2 separate regions of the Sus scrofa genome follow, and region 2 is linked to region 1. The links are chromatin contacts, called in public targeted proximity ligation maps. All regions are on one chromosome and are shown on one strand. The core of a region is the stretch at or near the end of the contact, and the rest is flanking DNA. Distances in the headings are between cores, read along the strand shown. Region 1 has its middle 7.5 kb from the start of EXT1. Region 2 overlaps EXT1 (exostosin-1).

Evidence for each region.
Region 2: a contact with region 1 is called in a targeted proximity ligation map of alveolar macrophages. A contact is called at or near these places in 1 of 5 promoter capture datasets (liver), 1 of 47 Hi-C or Micro-C datasets (skeletal muscle) and 1 of 2 datasets of targeted methods (alveolar macrophages).

What each region holds. Positions count from the first base shown.
Region 1 is chr4:20,634,846-20,640,189 of Sscrofa11.1, forward strand. No RefSeq gene overlaps it. Among named protein-coding and RNA genes, the nearest start is that of EXT1, 7.5 kb to the right of the region's middle.
Region 2 is chr4:20,832,022-20,837,901 of Sscrofa11.1, forward strand. The region is part of intron 1 of EXT1 (exostosin-1); the gene reads left to right. Among named protein-coding and RNA genes, the nearest start is that of EXT1, 190 kb to the left of the region's middle.

The DNA.
Region 1 (5,344 bases), core at 621-3,120:
CGAAATGGGACCCGGACTGCGGACAAGCAGAAGGTCATTCCCAGTGGCCCCTCTCCCACCCAGGGGTCCGAGTTTGTTCAGAAGAAGGTGATCAGGACTGCAGTGGAGTCTCCAACCCCCTTCCGTGGATGTGAGTGTTCTTATCCTCAAAAACAGGTTTGGTGGTCTCTTCCCAAGGCCCCCCGGAAGGCTTAGCAGTCTCCTCTGTCAAGGCAGTTTGTAATTTACACCAACTGGTGGTTCTTGTTGCAAGGGGTTCCAAGATCAGACAAGCTGAGGAGGGGGTGACGGGTCAGATCTGGGCTTAGATGGAGAAGCAGTTGGGGTGGGGGTGGGGGGACAATACCTTGGGGGAGGGGCAGTTTCACGAAGCAGTGGGGCCCCGCAGTGTTGCCTGGAGCAATCTTTGCCTGGGGGTTCCCATTGACAACAAGCTTCCACAGGCCTAAAAGGACAAGAAAGGAACCGGGCTTATCTGGTCTTAAACAGGACTAAAGTTGGCATTTTTCCCGTGTGATGAGGAATTATTGGGCCAGTAGTGAGGGTGGGCTCCACCTGGGTGAAAGAGAACACTAGGGAAAGCAAGAAAGAATAAGCTTCTGAGGCCAAGTCCCTCCTCAAGGCTTCATGAAAGCCAGAATGTGTATTTTTAGTCTGCTTTTGCTTTTGTGACATTTAAATATTCAGATTTTCAGAGACAAAGCCGATGCTGAAATTTACATATAAATATATTGAAATATATTTACAAGGGAGTCTTCTTCATACCTTTTTTTTCTTAGAGTTCCTGAGCTGTCTGCTCTTCCACAGAGGGATCAGTCTCTGGGAAAGGACCAATAAAAGTGTCTGAAGAGACAGAAGTAGAGGTAGAATGGCTGATAAATTGTGGTGGACCTAGTGTCACGTATAGTTTATAATTTGTGGAATGGTTTGATGTGTTTAAATTGAAAGTTTTCAGAATGATGCTTTATCTAGGCCAGAGGGCAGTCCCCAGCCATGAAGACTTTGGTAGATGTGCTTTTTTACCCATTTAGAAAAGCCATAGGCTCCCTGAAACTGGCTTGGAGACATCCTCTTAAGACCCTGAGAACCCAAGATTCATAGAAATAGAACAACCTTGGAGCATCATTCAAATAATTAGCCCTACAGATCATATTATCACCACTCCAATAACAAGTTACCCCCTCTACTGGACCACGAACTTTAAATAATTTTGACAATCATGAAATGCTCTTAAATCACTGAAATAGGCCTGGACATGATTTAATCTCCCTCGATGAATTGGCAAGTACCTTACCTTGAGATCCTACAGCATCTTTTGGTTAGCATTGTGGTCACTGATAATTATGCACCATGGTAGCCCAGAAGTTCCAGAAGATACAAAATTTCTAATTGCGGGCATGTAAGACAAAGTTGATTCTACTGGGTATCACAAGTTACCTTTTTTTTTTTTAAGTGATGGGAGTGTTGACAGATTATTGCATAATAAAAAAAGTTACAGTCTAATGAGGAAAATTGGCTTGAATTGTGGGTGTCTTCCTGATTTTATCACCTTCAATCGTTGACATTTCCATTTCTCATTTTCTCTCAGTTACTCATCTATAAATGGATGTACAAATGTTAATAGGGACCCACACACATTTAGCAACTTCCTCCTCTAGTAAAATATACCACGGAGCCAGTTTTATTGTGATTATTTCTTTCCATGGCTGTTTCTCCTCCTGGAGTTTGGGCTGCGTGGCACAGGCATGGTTAAAGGAATGAGAATCTTTGCAAGAAACAGACAGAAGCTACCAAGACTAGCTAGCAAGGTAGAGCGGCTGTGTCTTCCACCAGGGGTCAGTAAAACTTCTATAAGGCACCTAGGATGCCATCCAGAGTGAGATAAGGGCAACTTCTTTGTCACCATTTGTTCCTCAGAAAACACTTACCAACAAGAGGATGTGTGATCACTGAAAATAGCTGCCAGTTCTAAGTTGTGAAACACACATGGAAGACACAGCTAAATATAAATATATATGCCTCGGGCTATATCAAGCACTAGACTTAAGATCATAGAGAAAATTCTTAATTTAAAAACACAATTATATATTGGGCATAAGATAGGCTAAAGGATGTGTTGTGCAATACGAGGAATATAGTTAATATTTTGTAATAACTGTAAATGGAAAGTAACTTTTACAGGTTAAAAAAAATTTTTTTAAAGCGGTTTTCAAACCATTAAAACTTTAAAATTTAAATCATCTAACTCAGAACTATTTATTTACTTTTTCTTTTTTGGCTGCCCTGTAGCATATGGAGTTCCTGGCCAAGGATCAGATCTGAGTGGAAGTTGTGACCTAAGCCACAACTGTAGCAACACTGGATCCTTAACCCACTGTGCGAGATCGGGGATCAAACCTGCATCCCTGCACTCCCAAGATATCACTGATCCCATTTCGCCACAGTAGGAACTCCTATTTTTTAATTTTTAATTTTTTAATTAAAGTATAGTTGATTTACAGTGTTGTGCCTCAAAACTATCACAATTACCAAATGGGATTTCCTTGGAACTAAATATTATTATTCATTTCATAGGTGCTTACAAATTATGAGAAATAAAATATTTTCCCATATGTTTAAAAAAATTTTTTTAAATGTTCGATTTTGAGAACTACGAAGGCAAGCTATCTTGCCTAATTGGCAATCACAGGCTAATTGCCCAGTGACTGGACTTATTGGCTTGACTCTGATTGTCATTGTTTCCGGATCATGAAAGTAGGACTTCAAGTTTTCCTTCTCTCCTGGCTTGCTATCCTGGCTTATGATAGTGGTTCCTGTAAAGAAGAAAGAATACTTCCGAAAATACATAGTAGAGATATAAACTTGACTCCCTGCTTCCACTTTCCCCCTACTATCAGCTACAGGGGAACTGTTAAAAATGGAAGTCAGATCATATCACTCCCCTGCCTAAAATCCTCCAAGGCTTATCCACCCCACCGAAAATAAAACCCCAACACTTTTCTGGGCCTGCAGTGCCAGGGCAAGCTAAAGTGTCTGCAGCTTCTCTGATCCCCCCCACCCCTCATACCTTCCCTGCACTCAGCACACTCCAGAAACTGTCTCCTTTCTGCGCTAATTCAATGGTTCTCAAAGTGTGGTTCCCTGGACCCACAGCCTCAGCATTGTCTGGAAGTGGTTAGAAATGCAGAGTCTTAGGTCAACACCCTAGATCTACTGAATCAGAAACTCTGGAGGGTGGGCCCAGCCATCCGTGTTTGAGCCAATCCATCTAGTGGTTCTCGGAGTTCCCGTCATGGCTCAGTGGTTAATGAATCCGACTAGGAACCATGAGGTTTTGGGTTTGCTCCCAGGCCTTGCTCAGTGGGTTAAGGATCCGGTTGTTGCCATGAGCTGTGGTGTAGGTCGCAGACGCGGCTCGGATCCCCCGTTGCTGTAGCTCTGGTGTAGGCTGGTGGCTACAGCTCCAATTCGACCCCTAGCCTGGGAACCTCCATATGCTGCGGGTGTGGCCCTAGAAAAAATGCAAAAAGACCAAAAAAAAAAAAAAATCTAGTGGTTCTCATGCCTGCCAAAGTTTGAAATCCACAGCCTAATTCTTCAGACTCACTTCTGCCTCAGGACCTTTGTACTGGCCAGACCTTTTGCCTGGTACACTCTCCCCAGAGTTCTTTCCTCATCCACTGGACATCAGCTGACATGTTAGCTCCTCACGGACCATCCTATTACTGCAAGCCTCTTTGTTCTTCCTCATCTCCATCTATGCCACAATCCTCTTACTTTCTTCATGGAACTATCTAAAATTATCTTGCTTATCCACTTCCTTGTTATTTTAATTATCTTATTTTAATTATCTCCCTATTAGAGTAAGAGAAGACACCCTCTCTAATTTTTATACTGTGGTTCCTGAGTGCCTAGCCTAGTGCCTCGCACATACTAATGGTGTGTGTGAAAGTTTCCAAAATTAACATCTATGAGATTTTTTTCATGAGCCTGTCTTGCAGAAGGGAGGTCAGTTAGATTTTCTAAAGGAAGCTGCTGTGTTGTGGCAAAGTCCTGGCAGGAGTCAGAAGATGAGGGTGGAATTCTAAATGGTCCCCTTGGCCATCGGCTGACCTTCGGTAAGTCATTTAACTAAATTAATGGATCACAACAGGGGGTGGTTTTGTCTTGACTTTTAGCAGCGTCTGGAGAGGTTTTTGGTGTCAACTAGGGATGCAGGTGGGAGTGGAGAGTGCTACTGGCACCTGTGGGGTAAGGCCAGGGATGTGGCTGAACATCCTACAGTGCACAGGCCAGCCCCTCTTAATGAAGACTTATGCTGAGCAAGATAGCAACAGTGCTGGGCTAATAAAGCTAAAACTAGAGCCTTACATTCTTACTAGGAAAGTAGGACTGATAGTGTCTTGCTAACACACAGGGTTCTGAAGATGCTTAGCCTAGATTCTTCTCACGAAACATGTTGTAAGTGACAAAGCCCTATAGACAAATACCCTCAGTGTCTGATGCCACACCTTACACAGAGTAGCTGCTCAATAAATAAATTTGTTCAAGGAATGGATCAGTTGCAAGGAGTGCCTTCCCAGGATTGAGTTGCTGTTTGCCCCTTTGACACAGGGAATAGGGTGTGTCCTAGGCACCTTGTGAGGATCACAGAGACAAGGTACACAAAGCACATGGCATAGGATTTGACACGTCCAGTGCTAGAACGGCCTTTGTTTTGCCCTTGGTTAGTTTTCCTGCATGACTGCCCTGCAGGTGGATGCCTAAAAGAGCCTTTCATTTCCAGTGCAATTTTCCTTCCTTTCTCAACAGAGTTCCTGCTTCCTCCCTTCCAAATGACTCCCTTCCTCAATTCCCTTGCTCTACACAGGGCAACCTTGACTGTTTCAGGTGGAAAGGTGTCACCAGGTCCTACCCTGCACTTTTCAGATGAAACCACCTGCTCTAGGTTTCCCTGAGCTCTGCACAGAGGAGGAACTGGAACCCAGACTCCTGTTTCCTGGGTGGGAATCTCCCCACTCCCCCAGAACACCCTTGGCCTTGGTTGTCTTTTCCCACCTCCTACTACCAGTCAGCACATACCCTGCAGAGTTTCCCAACCCTTCTGGGAGCAGAAATGTCTACTGTTAGAGACCCCATCACATGCCATCAAAACATTAAAATGTGCCCACATCAAATAAAAATTGGATGTAACGTTACGAAAATTGGGTTGCCTTGGCAGTCAACCTAAAGTTACATTTTAGAGAATTTAAGCATTTATTTATGATTTATTATTATTATTTTTTCTTTTTAGGGCTGCATCTGAGGCATAGGGAAGTTTCTGAGTTAGGTGTCAAATCAAAGC
Region 2 (5,880 bases), core at 595-3,094, 200 kb after region 1:
CCTCCATGTGGTTTAAAAAGGAGAGATTTTGCCCATAGTCCCTGGCATGGTAGAAGCATCCGAGAGAGAGAGAGATCCTGAAGGGCCATCAGGTGCCCAGGCCCTTGGGCTCTGTGTTCTTTCTGCTTCTTGCACCAACCATGTGGACAGTCTCAGCGTTTATTTTCAGGGCACCAAACCAGGAGAATGGGCAACTCATGCTCAAAAAGCCCCCAAACTCCTGATGGCTTTTAGGCAAGGGTTTAGGGTCACAGGATGTGTCATTAGCTCATGGACTTTTTTTTCTGATTGGTTGGTGGTAAGGTAACAGGGTGATGTTTCGGGAATCTTAATCATTGACCTTCTGGTTCCACATGGTCAGGGGGCCATGTTCTTATGGTCAGAGTGCAGTCACTATCCTTAACCAGCCTGCGGGGGAGGGGTCCTTGTTTCTGTAGAGCAAAGATATGTGTCAGGTGATTATCTTTATCACTTCAGCAGGAACCAGGAGGCCTGTGACTCTTGTTCTAATCATTAACTGCTTGAATCTGCTTTTTGGAACTCAGAGAATGCCAGACAAGAAGTGGGGGACACAGTGGGGCTTCTACCTGGGAAGCCTCTCCAGGGTCCTTCTTGGTTTCAATCTGAGGGAGGCTGGGTATCCTGGAACCTGGTACTCTTTACCGAGTCATGAAAAGGGAACAGATGTTAAAGAGAATGCTTTTTACAGGCTCCCCCCCAAAGCGTATGAGAAATGTCAAATTTGGACTCTTCTCCCCATGGCCAGTTTTCTGAGAGAAGTCCCCATTTGCTCTTGGCTCTTGATTGGCTTGGGGCTCTTAAGTGTTTGTTGCTTTTTGCTGACAGTAGTTGTAGACTTTTGCCTCTCTTAAGTGCTCCATTTATGGTGTTTATTCTCAATTACTCACTGGATGGGGAGTCAGCAGGCCATTCAGACTGAATTTCATCTCTTCTGTGATTATGGGTAGAGTAAGCATGTGTTGGAGTCTCTGCTTAGTGGATGCTTAGTGCAACATACTTCCTGGCCTGCTCCGCCACATGCTGGGGAAGAGCTGGTGTCTAAGGCTTACCTAAGGCTCATCTCTTCTGTGACCTGTACCTGCCATTGGTTTGATTACACAACTGGGGAAAGTTAATCATGAAAGAACCTAATAGTTATAAAGAACTTACTATGCAAAGCACCCACTTGCACCCAGAGGCAAGTACCACTCTGATGCCCATTGTAAAGACAAGGAAGATGAAGTTTAGAGAAGACCAGTGGCTTGCCAGAATCACTCAGCCAGTGAGTCTTGGATTCAGCCATCAGCCTCGGGCAGTTTGACTCCAGGGTCCAAGTTCTTCCCTGATCCCTTCCGGCATCATCCATTCCTATAGCCTGGCATCTCACAGGTAGACTTCACGAGCCTGGTGGTGGTTTCATTACATGTACTGGTGACACCTACAGCAAAGCTGTTTCTCAGATGCACCCCAGAGCACTTCTGGACTACATTGTTTCACTAGTCCAGGGTCTTGTGGACCTTGCCATGATCTTGCAGAAAGGGTTCTCCAGGTGGAGTCAAAACACTTGGTTATGTAGCTGGACATTTCTAAGCCCTGGTCAGCATATCTATAAAATGACAAGGGTGACACTTGACAAGGCTGTAGTGGTGTTTAAACTGCATAACATACATGAAGCAGAGACCGGTTCTCAGTTCATTTTCTCCCCCTGCCCCCACCAATTCCTCTTCCTCCTTCCCTTCATTTCCTGATTTTCCTCCTTTGCTGTCACAATACCTCAATTGTATCTATTGCCAGGCTGTAGTTCTGAGTAGCAAGAAAGCAGAACTGGATGCACTTATGGCCTCTCAAGCTCTCAGAGTGAGAGGGTGTTGTGCTTTTAAGCTGTGGTCAGATCCCACACTGGGTGGACCGTCTTCCCTGGGGTTCTGGAGAGGAAAGAGCCTGTCAGTAGACAAGTAAGTCCCAGGAGGAGGTGGCCAGTTGGTGGAACACACTCTTGTTTTGATACCTCTTTCTCCTGGGAGTGATTTTATCTTCTTAGCAGTTCATCTTGGCCTCCCACGCCTTGACTTGCGTGGCCTTATTGAGGCTTGTGAAACTGATGTGAGTCTGGCAGAGGCATTTAAATCCATGGTGGAGACACCCTCTTTAGAGGAAAAGGGATGTCGATGATGCTTATCATGGGGAAAACATATTGGGCCCCATGCTGAATGTCTCATAAGTGAATTCATTTTTGAAGTTTTCTCTAGCAGGAGTTTCCAGGAAAGGGGACATCATCTCAGAAATGACAACAGTGAACGAATGATGGCCAATGAATACTACATCCAACTGTGCTTTTCTTTCTTTTGAAATCATTAACAGTGTTACATAAAGAAATAAAAATAAACATAAAAAATAAAAGTAAGTGTTTAAGAGATATGCTGCCAGCAATTACAGGACTGCAAATCAGCCTTCCTTTTTTTTTCATTTTTTATTTTGCAACGTAGAGAAAAGTTCCAAAAATAGTGTAGAGAATTCCTTTATACCCTTCACCCTTTAATTCCCTAAAGTTAACGTATTATATAACCGTGGTATAATTATTCAAACTAGGAAATTAGCATTGGAACAATACTATTAATTAAACTGCAGACTTTATTTGGATCCCATCAGATTTTTTCACTGCTTCTCTTAATGTTCCCAGATCCAATCTAGGATACCACCTTGCCTTTAGTCTTGATGTCTTTTTAGCCTCCAATCAGTGACAGTCCTCCGTCTTTCCACATCTTTCATGACATTGACAGTGATTATTCATTTTAATGCTCTTTTTCAGTCCTAATCTCTGCTTTGTTTTATAGCCGACATCCTCCTATCGTAATTGATGTCTGTCGTTTTAGCATCCCAATGTAAGAAATCTTCAAGGTATGACGTATTACGTGGCTGGAATTTCTCTCGGCAGTAAATTTCAGGATTTGGCTAGTGATGTAATTCTGAAAAGCTTAATAGTCACAGAATGAACCAACACAAGAACTGGTGATACTTTTCTCCAGCCACCGTGGTTTTGCCCATAAGGAAAACGAGGGCGGAGGGAAAAAGGGATATGCTAGGGACACCCAGATGGTAATTATTTGGGGAGAACTCCAATCTTAGTCTATCGTCATGTGGGAACCTTCCTTAAAACCCCAAAAGCTTTCCCTACACCACTGGAATTAAATCTGGTCCCATGACTGTGGTCTACAAGGCCCTCGGAGACCTGGCCTCAGCCTGCCTCTCCCACTTCAGCTGCACTATTTCCCCATTTCCCCACCTCCTTTATCTTCCAGCCACACTGATCTCTCTTCCTCGAGCATCCCGAGCTTGTTCTTCTCTCCAGCCTCAGTGCCCAGCTCTTGACAGCTGTCTATTCCATTTTGCTTTTCCGAAAAGCTTCTTGCTGTAATCCATGACTTTAATGATAAATATTGGCTGGACAATAAGCCAATCTGTCTCTTCTAGTCATAAATTGGCCTTGATATGTTCAGTTTGCTTTAGGAAGTCTTCCCTGTACTGCTGTCCCCAGTGGAATGTGACATCCTTGAGAGTAAGGACGTCAACCTGCTCACAACGATATCCTTAAGTCCAAAACTGTGCCTGGCATCCAAGAAGTATCTCAGTGAGTATCTGGGGACTGAGTGAATGAATACCTTTTCTGAGAGCTATGGTTCCAGGATGAAGAAAGCTGTCCTCCCATTTCTTCTGGACAAGACATCTCTCCCTGGTCACCTGGTCATCAAGAATTTATTGGAGGTCTCCCTTTCCAGCACCACAATAGGGCTTTTGTTAAATCTGGCCCCCACCCCCTTTAACGTGAGTTGTGTAAGGGACAGATAGATAGTGGAAAAAGGCAATTAAATCAATCAGCTCTGCCCCTTGGCCTTTGGTGGGTCCTCTTCAATGAGAAATCCACCCCTTCCCATAAAGGTGTTATGGGCCACCTTTCCCAAACATGTGGAGCAGAATTATGGAGTCTTTAGAGGATAATAAAGTAGCAAAATTTAAATACATTCCTGTCTCTTCTGCCAGCTCCATTAGTACTCCCTTGTCATTGGAGTGGCCCCTGAGGGGCCCTGAAAGGGCCTTTACAAGCAGATCAAAAGACCGGAGGTGCTAAAGGCACCTCTGGGTTCACCAGCCTGAAGCAAAAGGACAGTGGCTTCCTTTCTAAGGCATGTGCCCCACCCCTGGCTACACCATATATTGTTAGGACTGGATTTGAAAGCTGAGCGGCCTTTCATTGAAAGCTTTTTTTTTTTTTTTTTTTTTTTTTATGAAGTTTCCTTAGCCAACTCATTTGGTGTGACTTACAGAGGCTACTCTAGATAAACCTGTTGTCATGGCTAGGGGTGAAGAAAACATATTATTGTGACCTATTCTAAACAGAGAAGGACACTAAAGAATGCAATTAGAAATGGAAAACGACCCTTTTCATTTACAAGAAAAAAAAAATTACTTCTAGTACATTATCCCTGTAATGATGTCAGTCCATTTACTGATGAGATCGCTGGAGTTTAAAGAGATTAGGTAGTAGGCAATGAAAAGTGAACCATAGTCTTTAAAAAATTATAAACGGAAATGTGTTTGATCCTGCTCGTGGAGCAGCAGGCATTATACTAGTTTGGTTTAGTGAGTTGGACCAGTGACGAATAGGTTCTAAAAAGGCTTTTGGGGTTTTGTTCCCATTGTGTTTTATATTTATTTCAAGTTCACCAAACACCTGAATTTAGTCTGAGCAAGAACGTCTTGAAAAGGAGGACCAGGTATGGACCCAGGAAGCCTGGGTCCTGGCCTGTTCATCCTTCTGACACCAGCTAAGCTATTTGTGAATTGGGACAGTAAATAGCTCTTTAGGCCACAGTGCTCTTTACCTTTAACTTTAAGTTATTATCATTGTCTGAATCTACTATGAAATGAATTTTTTAGAAACTGATTTGTATGAGATACACAGTAGCTTTAAATGTCTTTTTTCTCTTTCTTTTTTGGAATGGATAAGCAATGAGATCCTGCTGTATCACAATGGGAACTCTCTAGTCACTTATGATGGAGCCTCATGGAGGATGCGAGAAAAAGAATGTATATGTGTATGTGTGACTGGGTCTTTGCTGTACTGTAGAAAGTTGACGGAACACTGTAAACCAACTCTAACGGAAAAAATAGAAATCATTTAAAAAATTTAAAAAAATTCTTTTTTTTTTTTTGCAGTTTTGGAAAGTAGTTCTCTTAAAAGGACAGATAGCATTCCCCTTAATTCTATATTATTGATGGCATTTCTTTGCTTACAGAGACTTTTTGGTGCACGGTATTTAGTGGATGCCAACTAAATGTTGCCTAATGTATTGGAAACGTTATGTTTGGCTAAAATGAATGAAAAGGTCATTTCTTGAAAGGTTAGGTCCTATTTGAGAAAAAGAAATGTAATCCATGTGCTGAGACATGATGTTGTGGATGATGAGAAGTTAATGCCATCTTACTTTTCAAGCGCAAATTAAAAAAAAACAAACAAACAGAAAAACCAAAAACCCACAGGCAGTATCTTATAGGCTTATAAATACCAAAACTTACTAACAGACTGATCAGCAAGCTTTATAGTTTGCTTTAAAAAGTGAGAGCTTCCTAATAGCAGAGAAATATTTCACAGTTCATTTGTTTTTAAAATGTGAATTTCATCAGGAAGACTTCAGGTGTATTTTTACCAAAAGGACATGTGGCATGACAGTAAACTTCGCAGCACATTTTATTAATTCATATGTAATATGGCAGAATGAGAGGCTACTGAAAACAGCAAAGCAAGAGGATTTTCCTCGTTGAGTATCTCATTTTCCATTATTAATAATTAATAGAGCTTTTCATTTGTAAGTGTCACTACTT